Linked DNA regions of Sus scrofa: region 1 is linked to region 2. A link is a contact called in public Hi-C data. All regions are on one chromosome and are shown on one strand. The core of a region is the stretch at or near the end of the contact, and the rest is flanking DNA. Distances in the headings are between cores, read along the strand shown.

What was found. Hi-C and Micro-C count contacts between places; a contact is called where the count stands out from the background.
Region 1: a Hi-C map of heart right ventricle shows a contact between it and region 2, with 1.9 times the contacts expected there. The contact joins the promoter of LOC100737051 here to the promoter of HDHD5 in region 2. A contact is called at or near these places in 3 of 47 Hi-C or Micro-C datasets (embryonic fibroblasts, heart right ventricle and mesenchymal stem cells).

Annotation. Positions count from the first base shown.
Region 1 is chr5:69,620,231-69,623,668 of Sscrofa11.1, forward strand. It overlaps LOC100737051 (cat eye syndrome critical region protein 2), which reads left to right and starts at 1,641. Exons shown (of 19, transcript XM_021092503.1): 1 at 1,641-1,905. The coding sequence starts at 1,780.
Region 2 is chr5:69,510,946-69,514,917 of Sscrofa11.1, forward strand. It overlaps HDHD5 (cat eye syndrome critical region protein 5), which reads right to left and starts at 1,614. Exons shown (of 10, transcript XM_021092501.1): 1 at 1,491-1,614. The coding sequence starts at 1,613.

The sequences.
Region 1 (3,438 bases), core at 391-2,890, 110 kb after region 2:
ACACGGAGGCACAGGGGGCAGTGATCCAGGTTAGGCCAAAGTCAGTCCAGAAAACAGATTTGAGGCAGTTAAGTCTTGGGGGGAAGGTGGGACAAATGTTCAGCTTCAGGGTATCAATTCCAGCAGAGGCAGGGTGGGTGCAGATGCCAGGCTTTACCTGGAGCCCAAAGGCAGGGAACCCAGAGGCCACACCTTTAGCCCCAGAAGACACAAAACATGTCTGGAGGGACAGGACTGGTTCTGGCTGGTGTGAGAGCGGGCCAGTCAAGAGCACAGGGGACCAGAGTTAGAGGAGAGAGAGAAACATGTATAGAGCTGTGTGCCGTCCACGTGGACACTGACAGGTGACCCTCATAAGAAAAAGGCGGCAGGAGGAAAGAATGCTGAGGAAGGGGCAGGAGGCAGCCAGCCTCCCCACCACTGAGGATCCCCAGCTCCAGGACAGCTTGGCTGGTGTCCAGGACTGGGCAATGGTGTGGGGAGGGCAGCCTTCATGCAAGCATGCCAGGGTAACCAAATCTGGTCCTAGTATGTGACATTCTAGGAGCTGTTACTTCCAGCCTGGCAGTCCTGACCCCTGGGAGGCAGGTAAGAAGGTTAATCAGCAGTAAAGGATAAAGGGCAGAATGAGGAGACAGAGGAGAACCAGGAAAAGGTGGGGAAAGCAGAGGCAGGATGTCATGGATTAGAAACAAATGTGAAGTGAAGCAGGAACCCTTGCACAAAAGAGAGGGAAAAGCATGCAAAGTCAGTCTGATCTGTGGGCAAAGGAAGAGAGTCGGGGACAAAAACGGCGAATTCAGGGCATGTGATTAATTCCACAGTGCGCACAGGTCTTCCACCAACAGGGCATCTACAGGAGAGCTGGGCCTTATCAACACAAAAATGCAGCCTCTGCTGTTTTGGGGGTATTTAGATATGTGCTCATTTTTGTCAATGATCAGAACACACGGTAGAATTTAAGGATGAATTTTAAATCGTTCAATGGTTCCAGGTAATAAAAGAGCAGAACTGCCCAAGTTTTGTGCTGTTTCGGTGCCAGGGCGGTTGGGGGAAGGCGGTGCGAGCCTGTGTTGGATGGACGAAATATTCTGACGCATGAAAGATACACGTAAATATACATTTTCTTTAAGAATCCGGGTTTTTAATAAGTGCTGTCTTATAAAAACAGAACAGGTTACTAGAAAGACGAGAATAAAGTGAGGAAGAGAATGACCCAGAGGAGCGCTCCAAAACATCCCGGCTAAGCGTCCCGGGCTGGTCCCGGTGACGGCCGCGCCGGAGAGGGGAGCGCGGGCGCCCAGCAGCCCCCAGGCCGGCCGGACCAGCGCCCGAGAGCCTGGGTTGTAGCCCACCCGGGAGGGGCAGGTGGCCCCCACTCAGCGGGGGTGCGGGTCCACCCCACGCCCGCAGCCCCACGTGCGCTCAGCCCCGCGAGGCGCCGCCCGCCTCTCGGGGCGCGACCACCCGCCACGTGGGGGCGGGGCCCGGCGGGGGCGGGGCGGTGTTCGCCCCGCGGCCCCTCCCCCCGGCCCTCGGGCGCCCCTCCCCCGCCCCGCGCGGCCCGCGGGCGGGGGCGGGGGCGGGGTTGTTGTTGTGCCGAGGCCCCGCCCCTGCCCGCCCCCGGCCCATCTGTTCCCCGCGGGCCGCGGCGACATTGTGCGGGCTGGGCGGCCGGGCCGCGGCGCGATGGGCCCGGGGCAGCCGCCGCGGTAGCTCGGCCGGAGCGGCGCCGGGAGCAGGCGGGCGGCGGGCGCGGAGGCGGCGGCGCGGCCGGAGATGCGCCCCGAAGAGGGCGGCGCGGCGGCGCTGGGCGAGCTGCGCTCGTGGTGGGAAGTGCCGGCCATCGCTCACTTCTGCTCGCTCTTCCGCACGGCGTTCCGCCTGCCGGACTTCGAGATCGAGGTGCGCGGGCCGGGAGGGCGGGCGGGGCCGGGGCCGGGCTGAGGGGATCGGGCGACAGGGAAAGTTGGGCCGTTAGTCCCGGGCGTCCCCGCGAGCCCTGTGCGGAGTCGGCGGCCGGGGAGCGGGCGGCGGGCTTTGTGGGGCCGGGCGGGCGGGCGGGCGCCCCCGGCCGGCGCCGCGACCCCTCCCCCGGCCGCCTGGGCCCAGCGCGCGGCCGGCCGGTGCCCGCGGCTGCGGACAAAGGTGCGGGGCCCGGCGCGGCCGGCCGGGCGGAGCGCGTGGGTCAGGCGCCCGGGGAGGCGCGGCGGGCGGGGAGCGGGCGCGCCGGCGGCCACAATGCTGCGGCCCGGTGCGGGTGTGGGTACCGGCCGCACGCTTGTTCTCAAAGTTGGGACGCCACTCGGACGAGCACGGCTTCGACTAAACGAGCTGGCGGGGCGACGGTCCGCGGCGGCTCAGAGAAACGGGCGCAGAAATGAGAGATTTGGGAGTGTTGAAAGTCAAGACTTGATTCACAACTCTTCCGAAAATCCTGTTTCTTTTAGTTGGTAAAAGCACTCGGCACTTTAATTCTGCTGCTCAAAATGGTGGCTGCGGTGGGAGGTGTTGCTGGTGACAATGCCGTCGTGGTGCTGCTAAACTTGCCCCTACCCCATTTTCTCTCTGGGATGTAGTAAAACTGAGGTGCTGCTGAATCCCAGGTTTAGAGTTTAAGGACCCGTCTGAAAATCCTGTGGAAAAACTTCATCTTTCCAAATCCGTGTATTCGGATTTTGTTGATGGAAAAATAGAGGTAACTAATTTCGCTCTAAGTTGTACAGAAATCTAATCTATAAATCACTTCTTATGTTCTAAGAGATAAACTTGTGGTTTTAAGTATTAGCTGCTTTAATTCCTAAAGGAAATGTAATCTGATCTGAGAGGTCCAATTTGTACGTATAACTGAAATGAAAAATCGTTGTTGCAGGTGAATAATCAGGGCCACTTGAGATGACTATTCTCTCTTTTGATCTCAGCATTTCTTGGAATTGACACGTTTCTGGTTGTTAAAAGTGTGTACTATTTGAAGTATATACAACACGAATTAGTATTTGGAATCTAGCGTATGCATATTTTGATAATTATCCATATCTGTTTATATTTGGAGATGTTCAGTAGATGGGTAACTGATAGTGACTTTCACCATTGCAGTTCTTGTATAATCCTTTTCACATAGAGGTGTGTTTTGATGAATTTGAGGAATGCAGATTTTAACTTAAAGTCTTCAGTAATAATCAGAAAATTAAAATTTTGGAGTAATTTTTAGGCTTCTAGCAAATTTGACTCAGTGGCGCAGAACTCAGAACATTATCAGTTTTGATTCTTTAAGTACAAATAAATTTGTTGTATTTTTTTTGCTTAGGTGATTTTTTTAAAGTAATAGTTTATTGTCTTGACATTTTGAGAAACAGTCCCTTGGTTAGAGTTTATGATGCACTGGAAGGGCTTTCTTCAAAACAGCAAATGACACCAATATTGAGATGTGTCTATTGG
Region 2 (3,972 bases), core at 364-2,863:
TTCATTTTTCGTTTTATTTTTTTCTGCATCTATATTCTCATTTTTCTTCTTTATCACTTCAAGTTTTTTGTAACTTGTCCTGGGTATTAAGCCAGCTCTGAGTTAAGTCCATATATGTGGAGTTTCTGTTATGGCTCAGTGGTAACAAAATTGACTAGTGTCCATGAGGCCTCAAGTTCAATCCCTGGCCCCGCTAAGTGGGTTGGGGATCTGGCGTTGCTGTAAGCTGTGGTGTAGGTGGAAGACTCAGCTCAGATATGGTGTTGTGGCTGTGGCATTGGCAGCAGCTCCAATTCCACTCCTAGTCTAGGAACTTCCATATGTCTCAGGTTCGGGCCTAAAAAGACAAAGGGGAAAAAAAGTCCATATTTGTGGTAGTGATAAAACGTGTGGTTTTCTACTACATATAAAATAGATAAACAAGGTCCTACTGTATGGCACAGGGAACTATGTTCAATATCTTGTAATAATCTATAAAGGAAAATATTCTTAAATAGTATACATATATTTTATATATATAATATATGTATAACTGAATCACTTTGCTGTACACCAGAAAGCAACACAACACTGTAAATAAACTATACTTTTAAAAAGCATGGCAGAGGGGAGATCCCTTTGTGGTGCAAAAGAAACGAACAGGTTCAATCCCTGGCCTCCCTCAGTGGGTGAAGGATCCCGCCTTGCCTGAGCTGTGGTGTAGGTCACAGACGCAGCTCAGCTCCTCCATAGCTATGGCTGTGGTGTAGGCCAGCGGCTGTAGCTGATTCGAACTCTGGCCTGGGAACCTCCATATGCCACTTGCGCAGCCCTAAAAAAAATAAAATAAAATAGATTAAATAAAAAGCATGGTTTTAAGATTAATTTGGGGAGTCCCCTGGGGGCCGTACCCTCGACCCTTGACCACGTTTGAACTGGGCGGATCCACTTATAGGGGGGATTTATTTCAACAAATATACATTCAGCCCCCACAGCTGTGGGCTCCTCACACGTGGATCCAACCAACTGGTGATCGTAAACTTCACAAGCCATGGCTGTTGGTGGATGGGGGATCCGCGGATGCCAGGCGTCTGTGGGACGCCAGCACCTTCAGGTCTAGGAGTCCTCCACGGACAGCGAGGGAGGGCGGAAATCGGCCTTAAGTCACACAGGTAGTAAACCGCCGGGCAGGTGCGCATCCCCTTCTTCCACCCTCCCACTCTCACCCTTGGAGAGTCGGGAACTGTGAGAACCCGCGGGCCGGGGCCGCGGTCTTCTGCACGTTCCGACTGGCGGGTCACCGAGGCCCGCGTGCCCAGGTCCGGCCCCGCGAGTGACAGAGTCACGCGGTGCCCCGGGCGGCGGCTACGCGGCGGGGACCAAAGGACGTGACGTCACTACACGCGGACACTGCGGGGACGGTGGGAGTGATGTCCTGGAGGCCGGACATCAGAGCACGGTCCACGAGGCCACAGGGCCTCCTGCCCTGCCCGCCCGCCCGCCGCCCTCACCTGCGCGCCGCCGCTCGCCAAATGGCGGCCCCCGAGCCCCGCGGCCCCGCGCGCCGCCCCGCAAGCCGCCCGCCACCACAGCCCGGGCGCCCGCCGCGCCACCACCTCGCCGAACGCAGCCATGGGCCGCCACCTGCGCGCACCGCGCACGCCCGGCCCGCCGCGCGGCCAATCATCGGCCAGTGGCGCCTGGGGCACCTGGGAGCTGTAGTCCCATCCAGTATTGGGGGCGGGAAGGGGGCGGGGGTGCTCGCAGGGCATCTCGGGAGCTGTAGTCCCGCTTCGGTCTCTGCCTTACGCGTGTGGGCGTGGTCGTATAACTGGAAGTTTATACCCTTTAACTTTCTCACACTTTTAACCAACTCCTAACCCTCATATCTGGCAGCCACCACTCTTTCTCCTGTTTTCTGGATCTATGAGCTTGGTTATTTTGTTTCTTAGAGTCCGCATGTAAGTGACCTCATACAGTATTTGTTTTCTCTGACTTACTTCATTAAACATAATAACCTAAAGGGCCATCCATCCACGTTGATGCTAAATGCAGCATTTCCTTCTTTTTTGTGGCTGAATAATATTCCATTATATATGTATGTATATGTATACATACATATATAACGTATATATATGTGCGTGTGTGTGTGTGTGTGTGTGTATCTCTTCGTCCATTTATCTTTTTTTTTTCTTGGTAAGAGAGGAGGTAATTTATTGTAATGTGTTACGTTCAGCCACAACTGGGAACAGAACTAGTCCAGAATGTCACAGGTCCAGGACAAAATACTAAAAGGGATCATTTTGCTGTGAGCAAGGTGGGTCTCAAAGTGGCCGAGGGGCTCAGAATGGTGAAAAGTTGTTCTGGATCCACTGAGACAAGTTCTAGACAGAAGGCATGCAGCCCAACAAATTGTACCAGCGTCCCTGGCCTCTGGGCTTTCCTTGTTTCTGCTCCTGCGGCTTCTGCAGATGTACAAGTTTACTCGGACCTCTGCCTCCTCTTTGTTCTTTTGTGCTGCAGCCTCGCATTCGCTTCTTCCTGCACTTTGCTGTCATGGCACAGAGGTTTCTCAGAAGATGGCACTAAGGCCAAGAGCCCATTTATCTATTGATGGATGCTTAGTTTGCTCCCACATCCTGGCTCTTGTAAATGGTGCTGCTATGAACATTGGGTTGCATGTATCTTTTTAAGTTAATGTTTTCATTTTCTTTGGACAAATATCCAGAAGTGGGATTACTGAATTGTACATTAGTTTTATTTTAAATTTTTCTGAGGAATCTCCATACTTTTTTTCACAGCGGCTATACCAGTTTACATTCCCACCAACAGCACACAAAAGTTCTCTGTTCCCCACCAACACTTGCTACTCTTTTTGTAACAGCCAGGGAGAGTGTTATTAAAGAGGGAGAGTTGGGAGTTCCCGTCATGGCACAGTGGTTAACGAATCCGACTAGGAACCATGAGGTTGCAGGTTTGATCCCTGGCCTCGATCAGTGGGTTAAGGATCCGGTGTTGCCGTGAGCTGTGGGGTAGGTTGCAGGCTCGGCTTGGATCCCGCGTTGCTGTGGCTCTGGTATAGGCCGGCAGCTACAGCTCAGGTTCGACCCCTAACCTGGGAACCTCCATATGCTGTGGGCGCGGCCCTAGAAAAGACAAAAAAAAAAAAAAAAAAAAAAAAAAGGAGAGTTGGAGGCACTAGCAGACTATGGCAGGAGCAGAGTAAAGGCCTGGTGGGGGGGGTGGCGCTGAGGGCTCAGAACTTAGTTCCCACCAGAGCTCCCAGCACAAGGTCAGTGCTCTCCTCTGTGTTCCCAGGCCCACCTGTCTCCCCTGCTTGGAAAAGTCAGGCAGAGGACGGGGCCGTGTTAATCCTGGGCTGAGGGTAGTTTGATTCCTGGATGGTCTTGCTTCCCTGGGCCCCATGCAGCAGTGGGGTCCAGTGGGAGAGGGTGGAAGGGTGATTGCTGCCCCCCGGGCCTGTCTATGAGTTCCACAAATTTCTTCCATAAGTAGATGAACTCAGGGAGCCGCCTGGTCACACTGACGAGTCCCCATCACAGCCCCGTTCCTGCTCAGATGCTCCCAGCTCCCCTGACCACCAGTGTGTCTTGTCGTTGCCATGTCCTCCTGTCCCTTCCCGTGTCCATCCTCACCACCCGCACCAGGACGCCAGCCAAGAGAGGCAGGTGGCCTGGGCATGGGAGGCTTGGCCGTCTTGAGGGCCGAGCTGTCCTCTCCAGGCCCGGAGACTTGGGAAGTGGGAACAGCGCAGCCTGGCAAACCACCCCATCCCCTCTGCCTGCGCTGTCCATCTGTCCAGTGTGATCTCTGAGGGGAAAGAACCATAAAAGTCAGGGAGGGAGTGATGGGAGAGAAGAAGGCAGGACCGGGGGAGAGGAGAGAAAAGGAAGAGGCAGGATTGATCAAGAAATCTTTCAAACCCCAGCAGGGAGAGGAGTGGGAAAAAAAGGAGGAGGAAGGAGACGGTGG